Regions from separate parts of the Mus musculus genome. Here regions 2 and 3 are each linked to region 1. The links are chromatin contacts, called in public HiChIP or PLAC-seq and promoter capture Hi-C maps. All regions are on one chromosome and are shown on one strand. Each heading gives the region's core, a stretch centred on a gene start, on an enhancer-like site or on the middle of the called end of the contact. The rest is flanking DNA. Distances are from core to core; before and after follow the strand shown.

Region 1 (2,700 bases), core at 187-2,686:
CAGAAATACTGAGATGAGGACAGAAAGCAGACTCTTAGTGACGGAGCTCAGTTTAGCAATCGTGATGCTATAAGAAATCAGAAGGCAGCTGTGAAGTTCGTGGTTTAGGGATCAGTTGAAGATTCCATTTTTACATTTGTTCTAAATTTAGTGATCCCACCCCAGTGCAAATAATATGATGGGGAGGATGAGAAAGAGGAAATGACCTTGGAAAGTAATGCATCTTCATTTACGATGCAGCCATAGCCCATCGGTTCTTGCTCAGTGTGTTCCCAGGTACTCCTGTTAAATGGTCTGTGATGTACTTTATATAAATTTCCAGGGACTGTGTGCAGGGCTATACAATGCTTCACTTACTGCCACCCAATTTTGAATACTTTGACCGAGTATTTGGGGGCTGGAATAGCAGAAAATCACTGGGATGATGGAGGCACACATTTCTGCAAACCGGAGGAAGAACAAGAAATCACCATAGCATGAGCGTGACTGGATGGCTTATATTTAATCTTCTGGGTTTACAAGACATGATGGAATTCTGCAGGGGCATTTTAAAAGTCATTGCTTTCTAGCTTCCATCAGAGCCCACCCTGCACGCCTGGTGCTAACACTTAATTATAGCCAAGAGAATCTGAGAAATGCAGTGGTCCCCCCCTCCCTCACCCCAGCAAACGTCAAGCAAAATCAATAGCTCAGTGCTGGCAACAGGATGCTGTTGTTCCCTTCATCTCCTCCGCTCATCTGCAATTGCTTTTATTACTGCAGTTCATTTAATGAGTCCAGAGCGTTTGGAGCCAGATGGTGACATTAGTTCAATCTGGAAGACTCTAATGGAATTGAGTTCAAACCAGGTTAAAAGTAACGGAATTACAAATTCCAGTGGTCATTGTCTTGTGGTATTACGCTCTGGGTACTTGTTATACACCAGAAGTTAGCGCCAGCTTCAAATGAAAGACCTGAAAGACAGTTGAGTGAGACCTGGTGCACTCATACACTCACTCATCCGCTGCATGCTTCATTACTCTCCCTATCACAAACACGGCCATTGTGGTTTCTGAACCATGGCCTCTGTAGTGGAGGTGGCAGGCAGAGCTAAGCCAACAGGAAAATCACTCCGCGTGAGTGCAGTCTCTAGGAAGGGAGGACTCTGGCATTGAGAGGTGGAGGGTGAAGGATTTTGAGGACCTGGGAAAGGACTAGATGCACAAGCTTTAAAGTCACCGTTTTGTTGAGTCCACAATTATGTCCCCTCCCCCAAAGAACAAAATGCAAAGAGAGAAGATAAACATTATACAGGGAGACCCAAGCCTCTCTGAATGTCTCCTGCTGTGGGATAAAGTCCCTCGGAGAGGTCCAAACTTCAAAAGTGGCCTCAGTCTGGAATTTTTCCACAGGAAAAGTCAGCAGTAAATATTGACACCGGAATCAATCATCTCTACTGAGGTTCCAGATTGCTCCAGCCAGCCAGGGCAGCTAGGTCACAGGTGACAAGAATAAGACAGCCACCCTCTGAAAGAGCTGTCATCCAGAAGCCTGGAGAGAGGCCGTCTCCCTGACTCTGGGTCGCCATCCTCTCAGTATGGAGCAGGCAATGCTGAAGACGCTGGCTTTGTTGGTGCTGGGCATGCACTACTGGTGTGCCACAGGTAAAGGACACATGCCACCGCTGGCCACCTGCCCTAGGTGATCACAGCCCTCTCGGTGCCTCATCTCTCTCTCACTGTGGCCTGTGTGTTTGCTGTCTAGGTTTCCCGGTGTACGACTACGACCCTTCCTCTCTGCAGGAAGCTCTCAGTGCCTCAGTGGCAAAGGTGAACTCGCAGTCCCTGAGTCCTTACCTGTTTCGGGCGACCCGGAGCTCCTTGAAGAGAGTAAGTGAATGGAGATACCTCCCTGAGCCATTTTTTTACCACCCCCGCCCCCGTCTTGACTTCACCTACTTTGTTGAGTAGATTATTCTTCTGTTTACAATGATCACAGTCTGTCCTCTTCCATGCTGACTTTTTGGACTGAGAAGAGATTTAATTACATTTTGTTGTTGTTGTTGTCCCGAGGCTGTCAAAGCTTCCTGGGACATCTGATTCTTCCCTCTGTGTTTTCCCTCTGACCTCGGCTTTTCTCTGTGTGTGTCCTGGTTTGGGGTGAAGATCCCAGAAGTCCTTGTGATGCTGTTTGATTGGGAGGTGCTGCCTAATGAGAAAGAGACTCTCTCCCCACTCAGCATTGGGCTACCAGTGTTTATAGGAAAGAAACGCTGGCTTCTGAGTCCATGAAACCCACCCACTCTGGTGGACTTGATAGTGCTGTTTCCCGATCACCTAGAGAACTTGGGAAAGAGACATTATCTCGGGCTTGCTGTGACTCACTGTGGCCAAAGTGAGGGGGAAGCAGAACAGGATCATAGAGAGGCCTTTCTCCTTCCTGCTCCCTGAGGAGTCTCTCTGTCTTCTTATAGGCTTAACTGGGCTAACAGGGAGGTAGGGACAGACATGAAGAAGAAATAGGACTGACAAGCTCATGGAGACATGAGTAGAGCCTTGTGGTCAGCAGCCACTACCTCCACACAGAGGCCACATGGCCGCTCCTACTGGCTGCTCCCTTTTCCACCCTATTCTAGGCTACCACCTCTTACTTACACTCAGCTACTCCTCTCATACTCAGCTGCTCCTCTCACACTCAGCTGCTCCTCTGCTCCTCAACAGC
Region 2 (2,788 bases), core at 258-2,757, 69 kb after region 1:
TAGAGTCAAGAGGAAGCATTTAGGGGTTAACATTTGCTAGGCTACTACAACCATTCTGAAGTCCTGGTGAGTTGGGGTTCTAGCCTATACACCTAGAGGGGGAACTAGGGAGGCTTCTAAACCTGTTAGGTTGGGAAGGATCCATGAAGACAGAAGGGCACACAAAAGACACCCTCTGGCCTTACTGAAAGTTTGCTCTTTTGATTGTGTGAACGAGGGGATTGGGAAAGATTTCCCTAAGAAGAAATTTAGGGGTATCATCTGAATCTCTGACAAGGACCCCTAAGCTTCACAAACTGTCTTCTCCCGTTAGCAGCACTGTTGGTGCCTGAGGCTCAGCAACACATGGAACCTGCAAACTACGTCACAGCAATTCTTGATTCACTTTCTCCTTAAGAGGCTCCAGTCTCTGCCAGGCGATAAAAAAGGCAGTTGTAGCCACTGGACTCACTCAGCAAACCGTATGTCCTTTCCTACAGTACAAAGAGCTGAGCTAGCCGATGCTGAACACGTCAAAAAGAATGCCTGCCAATGGGTTTTCCAGGGCCCTATGGCCGATTGGAGGCAGCTGGAAGCAGCTGGATGACTCAGGATAGGAACCGGCCCAGAACTTGACTAAGTCAGGGCAGAGGAGACCACATCCTGTCTCAGATTTCTGCTTCTCATTAACTGGAGGCTGTGTATTCAGAGCTCTGTAGACATTAATCACATCCCTAAACACCCGGGGGGACCTTTTAACACCGAGGTGGAGTGTGTGTCCCACAAGGTCAACAGAAGTCATTCTCAAAGTCAGTGGTAGAGAAAGAGAGAGAGCTAGCCAGGGTCATACTGCCTGGTGGTTGAGACAAGAGGTGGCCCCAAAGGTTAAGGCTGGGTGTGAGGGGACTATGACGTCACCTTCATCAAGGAGGGCATGAATTGGGTTTCTTCATTTGGTCCCTGATGTCTGTCTGTGTGCATTCTCTCAGAGACCTTTGGGATTGGAAAAGGAATCAAAGGAGAGAGGCTGTGTTTGCAAAATGTTGCTATTTACAGTGCCACTCTCCCTCTTTTATTCTGTATAGGGGCCACATTAAACTTGCTGATGGCTTAAAAAGTAGCTTCGAGTGACAATGTCTCGCTGAGAGAACCCTGGTAGAGCTGCTGCCTTTTAGGAATGGCAATTGAGCTCCACCGTTGGCTGGATTAAGTTCTCCAATCCAGCAGAGAATTCTGCTGCTGGCCTTATGTGATCAAAACCATCAGACGAGGCGGAGGCCTTGCAGAATGTCAAGCAACATCTTCAGGATGGTTTGCACTAAGTTCAGCACTGTGGGAATGAGTGGGGTCACCCAGACCCAGGGGCTGCATTGGCAACAGCCCCTGGGAACGAGCTGTTCAGAATGAATGATTAAACCCAAGTCAGTCATTAACTGGGGCTCCGAAGCGGCTCGGTGAGGCATTTGTAAGGCATCTAACCACAAGCTGCACACGCTGCTGGGACCCTGAGATGGCTGGCTCTGATACAGAGATCAAAAGCACAGGAAGTCATAACTCCTGGTGCTGCTTGTCAAACACGTCAGGCTGGAACCGTCTTCTTCCTGAAAACCTCTTTCTGCTGTGTTCCTGCCCCCACAGGCAAGGAGAACTTAAGGATTCAGGACCCAGCCAGGGAGAACCCTCCCTCACAACCCAAACTGAGCAACCTCATGGGAGGGGCATTTGCTTAGAATAAGGCTATTTGTTCTCTGGGAAGTGAAGTGTAGCCCGATAGACCAGTTAATCATCTACATAAGCAAGTTTCAGATGAACTTAATAAGATAAGCTGAATTAGGTCCCTACAGGGAGCTGGGAAGAGGGTAAAGGTCACCCCAACTTCCCAACTCAAACTTCAAGCCTTTTTTTTTTACTGATCTCCACATCAGGATCTTACTTATTTATGAAGAGTGCTCCCAGGCTCTTAAGACCCCTTTCTCTCTCTCTCTCCTGAGAGTCACCTCTTCAAGAGGGTCCTAGCCATGAAGGTCCCGCCCCAAGGATGCAAGTTGCATGGCTGACTTCTCCCAAAGACAAGTTCCTAAGAGCTGAGAACATACTTCCTTCTGCCTCCTCCAGGGCCTGTTTGAAATCCCTTTCTGCCTCGTTTCTGAGGTTTCTGCTCAAAAGTGTGAGCTGTGGAGGGCCAAGGGAGTAAAGATGACTCTGCTCCCTCCCTTCCAGCGTTGAGTCTTGTTTTTCCATCAGTAGACTTAGTTCATCCCTTCCTAGTAAAGTCTCACCCATTTCTCTCCACTGTCTCAAAACTGTCTCCTCTCTTCTTCCCTAAGCTCCATGGATTTCTGGGAATGCTATGGTGAATTCTTAGCAGCCAAAGACAACAGAAAATTAAGGGGAATGGTGACAGAAAGCCTGCTGAACCCTAGAATGCTGTACGCAAGCGGAGGAGGCTCTTCCTGCTTCGCGCACTGCTCACTGAAGTTCCATGATGCTCTGCGGGAGTGGTGTAGTTAGTTTCAAGTGAACTAGCTAGCCAAGATTAGGCAGACCCCTCTTCGCACCTTAAGGCTAATTTTCAAAGCATGTTGTTGACAGCTCTCAGCCACACTCCATGTGGCACAATACTCTAGTCACAGACTTCACTAGCATCCGCCAGCAACCCGACTCAATGATTCGGGAGAGCCCAAGCCATTTCTGCACAGAAGGACTTTTGAAGGCTGTTTTGCAATGCTATCCATTTCCGCTCTATCGGAGCCGCTTGGCTTCCCGCAAAGCACTGAGAACCATAGTCAGGCAAAGGTCCCTCTCATTG
Region 3 (2,861 bases), core at 103-2,602, 130 kb after region 1:
ATGAGAGTCTGCTTGCTGGGGTGAATGCCCACATGTGCAGTCAAGCCTTTAGCCTTTCTCCACTGCACTTACTAAGTGCTGGCACATTGCTCCCTGTAAACCTGGACCATTTTGCCAACAGATCTGTGTAGCATCCTCACACAGCCTGGGTTCATCAGGTGGCAGAGATCAAACCCTGTACCTGTGTCAGTCCTTTGGGGACTGATGTACACGTACTTTCCCTGCCAATATTGGGATGTTTGTTTGTTTGTTTGTTTATTATATGTAAGTACACTGTAGCTGTCTTCAGACACCCCAGAAGAGGGCATCAGATCTCATAACAGATGGTTGTGAGCCACCATGTGGTTGCTGGGATTTGAACTAAGAACCTTTAGAAGAGCAGTCAGTGCTCTTAACCACTGAGCTATCTCCCCAACCTGGTTTTTAAAGCTCTCTCTTCTCTCTCTCTCTATGTGTGTCTCTCTTCTTCTTCTTCTTCTTCTTCTTCTTCTTCTTCTTCTTCTTCTTCTTCTTCTTCTTCTTCTTCTTCTTCTTCTTCTTCTTCTTCTCCTCCTCCTCCTCCTCCTCCTCCTCCTCCTCCTTCTCCTTCTTCTTCTCTTCTTTCCTTTTCTCTCCCCTCTTCATGACCAATTTTTGAATTCAGTTTTAGTGAATTTTATGTCAAATACTCATCACCATCTTGATCCCTCTTGTGTAACTTTCCAAGACTTCTCTATTACTTTTCTAGTATTTAGCTCTTTGTTCAACAAAATTGTTGTTCTTGTTGTTCATCTAAACTTTGAAAATGTGTTCACTTGTTTGAAAATTGTTTCATGATGTGTCTTTGCTATCAAGTTCTCCCCCCCACCCCCCTGGAATTTTCTTTGGAGTCCTTCTGGTTGAAGACTCTTAGTGGTTAAAAAGAAATATTTTGTTCATAAAAGTTATCTCCAATTGGTCTTTGCTTCGATATGTACTTACTGAGCTGACAACGCCATTCTGGCTTGCTAAGGATATCCCTGTACGTCTTCTGGTTCTAGTCACGCTAATAACAAGGCAGAGGATTTGCCTTTGCATGGAGTCTGGACTCTGCTAACCTGAGCTCTCCCAACTCATCTTGTGTAGCCTTGCTCTCGGTTTTGTTGAAGAGAGAATTTGAGAACATTAAAGAAATAACTGGTCTTTGAGTAGATTTCCTTGAATCTTTAGGGGTTGTTAATGGGTGTTCCAGACTTGACTCGATTAATGAGTGGGGGCCCAAGCAGCACAAAGAAAGAATGACTATTTTGCTAAGAAAGCCACACCTTCAGGATGAGGTTGAGACAAAGAAAAAAAAAATACCGTCTCTGTGGTGAAGCCCCACACACAAAAGCATTCTTTATTCCTGAGGTGAGTCATGGACCAGCAACGTTAGTGGGAGAGCCAAGCTCCAGCGGGAAGTTTAAAGTGTTGACTAAAGAAAGAGAAAGCACTGAACTTCACATTATCTAACTTCTCAAGAGGATCGCAAACATTTATTAGACATCATTTCAATCAAGTAGAGAATGCTGTGCTTGCTTTGTATTTAAATCTAATCATGTGAGCTCTTCAGAAATTAAATAACCTAATGTGATTCCTATTTATACTGACTAGATTGAAAAAAGAAAAAAAGGCCTATTCCTTTTCTATTTGAATAATGGACACCATCTATACCATACCAGACATAGGGAATTTTTTTTAATTTATTTTTTACACTGAATATTCCATTCTTCATCCTCCCCCATCCACCTTCCAACTGCTCCACATCCCACACTTCCTCCACACTCCCCTGTCTCCACATAGATGCCCCCACCCCCACCCCACCTGACCTCTAAACTCCCTGGGACCTCCAGTCTCTTGAAGGTTAGGTACATCATCTCTGAATGAACATAGACCCGGAAGTCCTCTACTTTATGTGTGTTGGGGGCCTTATATCAGTTGGTGTATACTCTCTGTTTGGTGGTCCAGTGTTCAAAAGATCTCAGGGGGTCCAGATTAATTGAGACTACTGGTCTTCCTACAGGACCCGCTTTCTCCTCAGCTTCTTTCAGCCTTCCCTAATTCAACAACAGGGGTCAGCTGCTTCTGTCCATTGGTTGGGTGTAAATATCTGCATATGACTCTTTCAGCTGCTCGTTGGGTCTTTCGGAGGGCAGTCATGAGAGGTCCCTTTTTGTGAGAATACCCTTAATTTTGGGTTTGGAAGGGGGTAGGTGGGTACATCTTTGCTCCTGTGGATGGAGGTATAGGACAATCCCATGTGTCCTTCTTCAGGTGCCACTGACCTTGTTTTGAAGAAACGGTCTCTCACTGGCCTGGAACTCACGTCAGCTAGGATAACTGGCCAATAAGCCCCCAAGGATCTGCCTGTCTCTATGTCCCCCACCTCTGCTATTATAAGCATGCACTAGCATGCTTGACTTAAAAAACAAAAAAACCTTGATTTTGTGTCATTCTTAAAATAAAGGGTGAAGTCCTTACTGAATGAATTGAGGTCTTTCCAAGCTTTGTTTTTTCCTGGCAAAGTGTAATCTGCATCATCTGACTTAGACCTCGGATCTGATCCCAGTTCCCCCATAGACCCTGCAGGGACCTTCCTTCTATGGGACCTGCAGTCTGACAGGTGACGTGGGTTGCTTTAGTCTAAAACTTCTTCTAGCCTTAGAATGACAAGATTTTCATGAAGAATGCCAATGATGATCTTTTTAAAAAAGATTTATTTATTTAATATATGTGAGTACACTGTCGCTGACTTCAGACACACCAGAAGAGGGCATCAGATCCCATTACAGATGGTTGTGAGCCACCATGTGGTTGCTGGGAATTGAACTGAAGACCTCTGCAGAGCAGTCAGTGCTCTTAAC

What was found. Promoter capture Hi-C pulls out the DNA fragments that hold promoters and counts their contacts. HiChIP or PLAC-seq counts read pairs in DNA pulled down with a chosen protein or histone mark.
Region 2: a contact with region 1 is called in a promoter capture Hi-C map of pre-B cells, with 2.1 times the contacts expected there. The contact joins the enhancer-like site here to the promoter of Spp2 in region 1. A contact is called at or near these places in 7 of 39 promoter capture datasets (embryonic stem cells, frontonasal cranial neural crest, hippocampal neurons and 4 more), 4 of 115 datasets of contacts at active chromatin or transcription factors (embryonic stem cells and pancreatic cancer cells) and 2 of 9 other capture datasets (liver and pancreatic islet).
Region 3: a contact with region 1 is called in an HNF4G HiChIP or PLAC-seq map of pancreatic cancer cells. The contact joins the enhancer-like site here to the promoter of Spp2 in region 1. A contact is called at or near these places in 22 of 39 promoter capture datasets (the 3T3-L1 cell line, 3T3-L1-derived adipocytes, the HPC-7 cell line and 12 more), 2 of 115 datasets of contacts at active chromatin or transcription factors (embryonic stem cells and pancreatic cancer cells) and 3 of 9 other capture datasets (adipose tissue, liver and pancreatic islet).

Annotation. Positions count from the first base shown.
Region 1 is chr1:88,405,574-88,408,273 of GRCm38.p6, forward strand. Spp2 (secreted phosphoprotein 2) reads left to right here and starts at 1,437. Exons shown (of 8, transcript NM_029269.3): 1 at 1,437-1,643; 2 at 1,744-1,868. The coding sequence starts at 1,577.
Region 2 is chr1:88,474,149-88,476,936 of GRCm38.p6, forward strand. All of the region lies in intron 2 of Gm28888 (a long non-coding RNA gene), which reads left to right. Among named protein-coding and RNA genes, the nearest start is that of Gm29538, 13 kb to the left of the region's middle. Within about 2 kb of position 1,508, at least 105 of the 459 cell types and tissues checked have an H3K27ac peak or open chromatin away from gene starts, as enhancers often do. A contact at or near this core is called in pancreatic cancer cells and pre-B cells, where this site is marked.
Region 3 is chr1:88,532,934-88,535,794 of GRCm38.p6, forward strand. No RefSeq gene overlaps it. Among named protein-coding and RNA genes, the nearest start is that of Gm19589, 17 kb to the right of the region's middle. Within about 2 kb of position 1,353, at least 47 of the 459 cell types and tissues checked have an H3K27ac peak or open chromatin away from gene starts, as enhancers often do. A contact at or near this core is called in pancreatic cancer cells, where this site is marked.